Regions from separate parts of the Sus scrofa genome. Here region 1 is linked to region 2. Evidence: chromatin contacts called from public promoter capture Hi-C data. All regions are on one chromosome and are shown on one strand. Each heading gives the region's core, a stretch centred on a gene start, on an enhancer-like site or on the middle of the called end of the contact. The rest is flanking DNA. Distances are from core to core; before and after follow the strand shown. Region 1 overlaps ARHGEF12 (rho guanine nucleotide exchange factor 12). Region 2 holds the start of ARHGEF12 (rho guanine nucleotide exchange factor 12).

The links. Promoter capture Hi-C pulls out the DNA fragments that hold promoters and counts their contacts.
Region 1: a promoter capture Hi-C map of liver shows a contact between it and region 2, with 4 times the contacts expected there. The contact joins the enhancer-like site here to the promoter of ARHGEF12 in region 2. A contact is called at or near these places in 3 of 5 promoter capture datasets (fetal skeletal muscle and liver), 6 of 47 Hi-C or Micro-C datasets (brain, fetal heart ventricle, heart right ventricle and 2 more) and 1 of 2 datasets of contacts at active chromatin or transcription factors (skeletal muscle).

Annotation. Positions count from the first base shown.
Region 1 is chr9:47,522,584-47,525,893 of Sscrofa11.1, reverse strand. The region is part of intron 1 of ARHGEF12 (rho guanine nucleotide exchange factor 12); the gene reads right to left. Among named protein-coding and RNA genes, the nearest start is that of ARHGEF12, 50 kb to the right of the region's middle. Within about 2 kb of position 1,838, at least 8 of the 83 cell types and tissues checked have an H3K27ac peak or open chromatin away from gene starts, as enhancers often do. A contact at or near this core is called in brain and liver, where this site is marked.
Region 2 is chr9:47,472,718-47,475,947 of Sscrofa11.1, reverse strand. ARHGEF12 (rho guanine nucleotide exchange factor 12) reads right to left here and starts at 1,382. Exons shown (of 40, transcript XM_021062986.1): 1 at 675-1,382. It overlaps TMEM136 (transmembrane protein 136), which reads right to left. Exons shown (of 3, transcript XM_021062988.1): 3 at 3,129-3,230.

The DNA.
Region 1 (3,310 bases), core at 589-3,088, 49 kb before region 2:
ATAGTTGGGCTTTGCTGTTTAATAATCTCTGCTTTTTAATTGGGGTGTCTAGGCCATTCACCTTTAATGTGATTACTGATATATTTAGGTTTAAGTCTATAACCTTGCTATTTCCTTTTTATTTCTCCCATCTGTTGTTTCCCTTTTTCACTTTTCCACTTTCTTTTGGATTATTTTACTCAATCGATTTTTTCTCCAGTTTTATTGAGAAATAATTGAAACTTAGCACTGTGTAAGTTTAAGGTGTACAGCATGATGGCTTGATTTACACATACTGTTAAATGATTACCACAATAGGTTCTAGCAACATAGATCTTCTTATATAGATACAATTAAAAGGAAAGAAAGAAGAAAAAAAGGAAAAAAATTTCTCCTTGTGATAAGAACTTAGAATTAATGCTCTAAACAAATGTGTATATATATTACACAGCAATATTAGCTACAGTCATATTGTAGTTGATTGATTTTTAAAACAATTTTAATATTCTGTTATCACTCTACCTTAAATTATCTGAAGGTAAAGACCATTTTCTATCTGGTTTTGTATTGCAATTAACTAGTATAGTACTGAGTATATACCTGACAATTTAACATGTTTTATAAATGAATTCATTCATTTACAAAATGTTTTATTTATAATTATGAGGATATAATTGATTCCCAATCCCAGAAACCCCAATTTCCTTCTACTACTATTTTATCTATTTCTTTCCTCAGAGCCCAGCTGAACCAGGGGAAGGTGACTCCATTTGCAGCAACAGAGATGGCAGTTTTTGGCCTAATGGCAATTCCATTCTTTGGTTAAGTGATTGATTCAGAAAGAAACTATGAGAATAGAAACAAAGTTTACTGGATGCATCTGTGAAAGTATTTTCTTTCTCTTAAGAGAAAACCACATGAAACTTCTTTTTCTCTTCTGCTGGACATGAATAGGAAGCAAGTAGCTCTGATTGGATACTTAGTATTCAATCTTAAGGACTAGTTTAAGAGGAAGCTAACACTAATGATGGCAAAATTTATAAATGGAAAGAACTTGGGCCATTGACACAGTTACACTAAATGAAAACTCCCTCAACCCTATCTCTAGACCTTTTAGGTAAGCCAGTAAAGGTCTTGTTTAAGTCAGTTTCCTGTTATGGGCAAACAAGTACATACTAAATTACACAAACAGCAATCTGTGCCAAGCACTGTTCTAGACACTAGAGGTTACCTGAGTGAACACATAGGGCCTTAGGGCTAAAGAAATTTACATTGTACAAGAGGACAGCAGACAGAGAAACAAATAATTGTACCAAATAATTTCAGATAGTGGTAAGTTCTATGAGAAAAGTAAAAAAGAGATGTATCTGTGACTAAATGGGTTAATTTAGTTTCTTCAAAGACCTCTAGGGCATTTGAGCTGAGACCTAAATGAGGTAAAGATGTCAGCCATGAGAAAAGATTTGGACCAGAGTTATAGGCAAAGCTTCGGAAGAGCCAGTACAAAGGTCACAGGGAGAAGAAGCTTGATATATCAGAAATCCAAGTCTGAATTCCACATTATCTTGAAGTTAGATTTTATTTAGGAAGAAGAATAAAATGAAGATAAACTAGCCAAGAAAGGGGGGGTAGCTGTTAGATTGTCCTTTCTATCCTAATTTCTCTAGATAACGTCTGAAACTCAGCTTTTTTTTTTTTTTTTTTTAAAGTATGACATGATTGAGAGGCATCTGGTAAACTCAGAACCATAGTTCAGCCATTTAGTCTGTGCCCAGGCAAGTGTTTTGAGCCCTGTTCTAACACAAGCAATTGGATTTTTCCAAGAGCTGATGTCAGGGCTTTTCACAGAGACAGAACAGCATTTACAGGCCAGAGAAGGAAAAAGGGTTTCCCCAGCAGCTATGCTCAATGTGGCCTTTGTACTATTCCTGCCAGTGGCAGGAAGACCCTGCTAGATAAAGCTATTTAATTCCTGAAAAAAAACTCTACCCTGGGAGGGTGAAGTGGGGTGAATGGACAGATTCCCCATTAGCGGAACCCAGGTTAGTTTTCTATCAGTGCTCAAACCCAAATTTAAATAGGTTCATCATCAGAACAAAGGTTTCTGAATTTTTATGAGAAAAACCATTCTGTTTGAATTTGTATTTAAAGAGAAGATAAACTGGCTGGAAATAAATGTAAATTAGAGAAATAAAGAATAACACAGTAAGCTGGTCTGTATTTCCTGAGGTTGGATTCCCTGGAAAATACTCATTTGGGAAGAATGGTAATTAGCTACGGAATGCTCAATAACTTGAGGTTACATTTGGTTGTTAAAAATTATGCTAGGCAGATGGCTTCATATATATGTCCTCCATTATTCATAAGAATAATTATTAACAATTAAAATCATGCTAATATTAGCTAAAACTTACTTGAGTAGTTTTGAGTACTTACCCTACATTAGTCTCTACATTAAGTACATTATACATGTATTAGTTCATTTTATTCCAACAAAAATTCAAAGGTATAAATATTATTTTAGCTTCATTTTATGGCAGAAAAATGTGAGTTTCAAAGTTAACTTATACAACTTAGATAATTAGTAGATGGATTACTTTTGATTGAAACCCTCATAACCTAACTACAGAACCTACTCTCAACCTTTAGACTACTGCCTTACAACAAAACTTCCTTCGTATAGCTTTTTACAGTTAACTAAGTTTGCACATGAGTGAGAATCAGAAAACTAGATCTGAAATAACTACAAAATACTTAGCTAGAAAAGCATTCATATCCTTTATTAGTTTTAGGCAAAGATAAGCCAATATAAACTGGTTACAAAACAATTCCCAACCCTACAGAATCTGTCTCCACTCTCAACACCTGGTGGAGAAGTTAGTTAACATCTACTTGCCACATGGGCAACTTGCCAGCTACACATCTGAAGAGAAACCTGTTTCCACCTGAATGTGTTTCTTCCTGGTAACACATTCTCACCAACCATTCATTTCTTCAACAAATCTCCATTAAACTCCAGGTAAAGATGGAAAACAACAAAAGCAATTTTACTCCACTAGCCTTCCTCAACACTAAAAGCAAAAGTAGAGGGGGGGAAAATCCATCTTCCATGGAAGAAGGACATGATTACAGTCTTATATCACTAATTACAAAATATACTTGCCAAATCAATTAAATTCTGGATCCATACCAAGGAAGACTTGGTAGACCTGAACAGGAAAGAGATTTCTCTAAGCCTAAGGATCATATATCTGAAATGAAGACAATTATCCAGATGTGTGGCTAGAACAAGGGAGTAGGGGACTCTGCAGAAACCCAGAACAATAGGAGG
Region 2 (3,230 bases), core at 133-2,632:
GGGGCGCGCGCGGCGGGTGGAGGAGGCCGCCGATGGTGGGGGGCCGCCCGACAGCCGCGGGCGCGCGCACGGGTTCCGGTTCCGGTTCTGTCTTCCCGGCCCCGGCAGCGTCCAGCGCGAGCGAGCTCACTCTTCCCCTCCCCCGCCGACTTTTTTGGCCTCCTCCCCTCTGACTTCGGGAAGCCGCCTCACCCGGGATCCCTCCGCGGTGCGCGGGGCCGCCCGCGCCGCCCCCGCTTGCCGACCGCGGTTGCGCGTCAACCCGCGCGGACGCCTCCGCCAGCGTCTTGTTGGGGGGAACGAAAAAGTAGTTCGGCGGAGCGGAGGGAGGTGGGGACGGTCTGGTCCCGGGACTCCCACTCGCCAACCCACTGCCGTCCCCAGGAACGCGCGAGTGCCGGATATCTGTACTTCGTAGTCTAGTTTTCGCCAGGGACCGCCAAAGAGCACGTCCCTAATCCAGAGGAATTGAGAAGAAGCTCTTTAGAAATTACCCACCCTCTCGTCCTGGAAACTTGTAGTCTTTAAAGGGAGCATACTTGTTCTTTTTTTCGGAGAACCCTATAGACTGCTTTGGGCCGATGGAAGCGAACTCGTGTCCGGATGCACGGACACCGTTCCATCGTTTGTGAAACAAACCCCAGCACAGAGAAGTTTTGGCCTTGGGCGCTCACCTGGGGCACCTGCTGGCCTCCTCCCAGGATAGGGACCGCCGCGCACAAGTCTTGGCTGCCCACGGAGGGTTGGAGGACGAAAGTGTATGGGACTGGAGAGACGACAGAGTTTGGGAACTGGAGCCAGGATTTCTTCGTATAGTGTTGCTTTTAGGCTGCTGCTCCTGCCTTGGCAAAATGAAATGTTATTATTTGCCAAATTGAGCAAGCATGGTGCTTTCCACAGCGACTTAACAAGCTTGTTGTGGAAAGAAATGGGAGCAAAAAACAAAGTATATTTATCCAGTAAATAGCTTTACAGTTCTCTTTGAAGAGTTCCCAAATATTTTTATTTTTTTCCCCAGCTGGGTAGATAAACTTAGATATCCATCTACTTTATGATTGCATAATTTGGGATTGTAGCAATTCAAGTACCATGTACAATATATTTCTTCAATTCGGCCTGTAAACATTTGAAGTGGCTGTCTCTTTATCCATCTGTTTTCAGCTTTGAGTTCAAAGCTGTATTGTTGCGTCAAGGTCTTCAACCTTTTTTGTGGAAATCAAGTGCCAAAGCACATCTAATAAACAGTGGATGTGGAGAGGGGAAAGAATTACCTCTTAAAAACGCTGTTGCTAAAAGTCAATCCAAAAGAGTGCATGAAAGGATCATTATCCCTGAATAGATGCATGAGCTAAGGCTGACGTTAGAACCGGGTTAAAAAAAAAAAAAAGGAAAAGAAAACGATAAACAGAGGCCAAAGATGACTCTTTACTGTTTTGTTTTTAAGTTCAGGGCACAGCCAGCTAATTTTGTAATGTTTATTTTGGGAAAGAATAGAAGCAGATTAGGGTCCCAAGCCACTTTCCTAATGATCAGACCAGGACACATTGCCACCTGCTGGTGTACCCTAACATGATAATTCTATTCTGAAAACTCTTAATTAAATTGCTTATTTTCTATATGTAATTGGAAAGGGCTCCATCAGTCTATATACAATGACCAAAATGCAAACCTTTCCCCCAAACTTTTATCTTTTTTAGACATTCTAAAAAAAGGTTTTTTTGCCCTACTCTAATCATTTTACAGTGTGGGTGTCAAATTAATTGGACCCAATGACTCATCAAATCATGCATTTTAAAAATGAGCTCCCTCTTCCCTTCAAGAATGCCTCACTACACGAGCTTCAGGGATAAAAACAAACTGGGAAAGTTTCCTAATTCACCTTCTCTTCCTTGCATACAAAACCTCTTGGCAGGCTGCTTTCATAATCTTTCCAAACTTAAACAGACCCAAAGTTCTAGCTGTGAGCAAGGAGGGCATTTGCTGTGGGAAAGCTTCAGAAGATGGTAAGCAAAGGATTTAATTAAGCCAGTGGTTATTCATTCCAGAGCTATTTTTTGTAGTGATGAAAATCTATATTCTCGGACAAAGCTCTAAGAGTAAAAATATGTCCAAACGCTTCTTTACAGCTGTTGGTAGCTCTGGACTGTTCTGAAGTCCCTGCATCAGAATACCTTCAGAAGAGTCATGACAATTTAGGCAGAATGCACTCCAAAGGAACATTAGTCCTTTACCTAGAAAAATGACTGGTGACACTATCTCCTGCGCATGCTCTTTGAGGAGGTTTTCCAAAGGGGTTCATTCCAAACCAAATCCTCATATCCTCATCCATGCTTTCAACCTGCCTGCTCAATTCCTACTACATGTCTAACACCATTTCAGGTATGGGAGCACAGTCTGAAGAAGGCCAAATACCCTGTCTTCATGAACCCAACTGGACATCATCATGTTCAAGGCAGCTGCTCAAACAGGTGGGCAAAATAAAAAAGAAATTAAGTCCCCACCCCCACCATTCTTTGGCAAAGTATTTTCTGAATGTGGATGGTTGCCTCAAAAAGTGAACAGTGTTAGGAATGGTGGATGATAAGAGCAGCAAAAAGGTATTTCACCGATAAGTATAAATATGGGTCAACATTTCTGTAGGCCAAACACCTTTTTTTTTTTCTTTTTTAACTCCCTGGCAGAAATACAACCACAACGATATAAAGCCAGACTCCGGGTTGATAAAAAGTTGTTTATTTTTATAAAATTTAGTACAAATCTTATTGAAATATAAATTCTTTTTGAGCAGTATTATTATTACATAGTAATCTAAATGCAAATAAGTCCTTCATTTGTGCGACCATACCACATGTTGATTAACTCTTCATTTACCTGCCATGTAAAAATGCTGCATTTTAACTGCCAAGTCACCTTCATGTCACATTTTTCTCTCAGCGAGGCTCCTTCAGAGTTATCAGCTACAGGATCAGGACAAGCTGGAATAAGGGGTGCTCCTTCTCCCCAAAAGAGCAAGATCTGCAATCCCTTCACTTCTGAGGCATAAGGAGAAAAGAGCTGGTACCAGATTAAGTCTATTCATTTGCGTGGTATGGGACAGATTTTGCACTGTTCCAAAACTCAAGAGCTAGCTTTTTCTTTTTCTTTTTTTTGCACCAAGCCACTTTTTTTTTTTTCTTTTTTTAAACTAAGCTTTTGCTAAAATCAGCATTGCCCAGCATTCTCCTTTGACC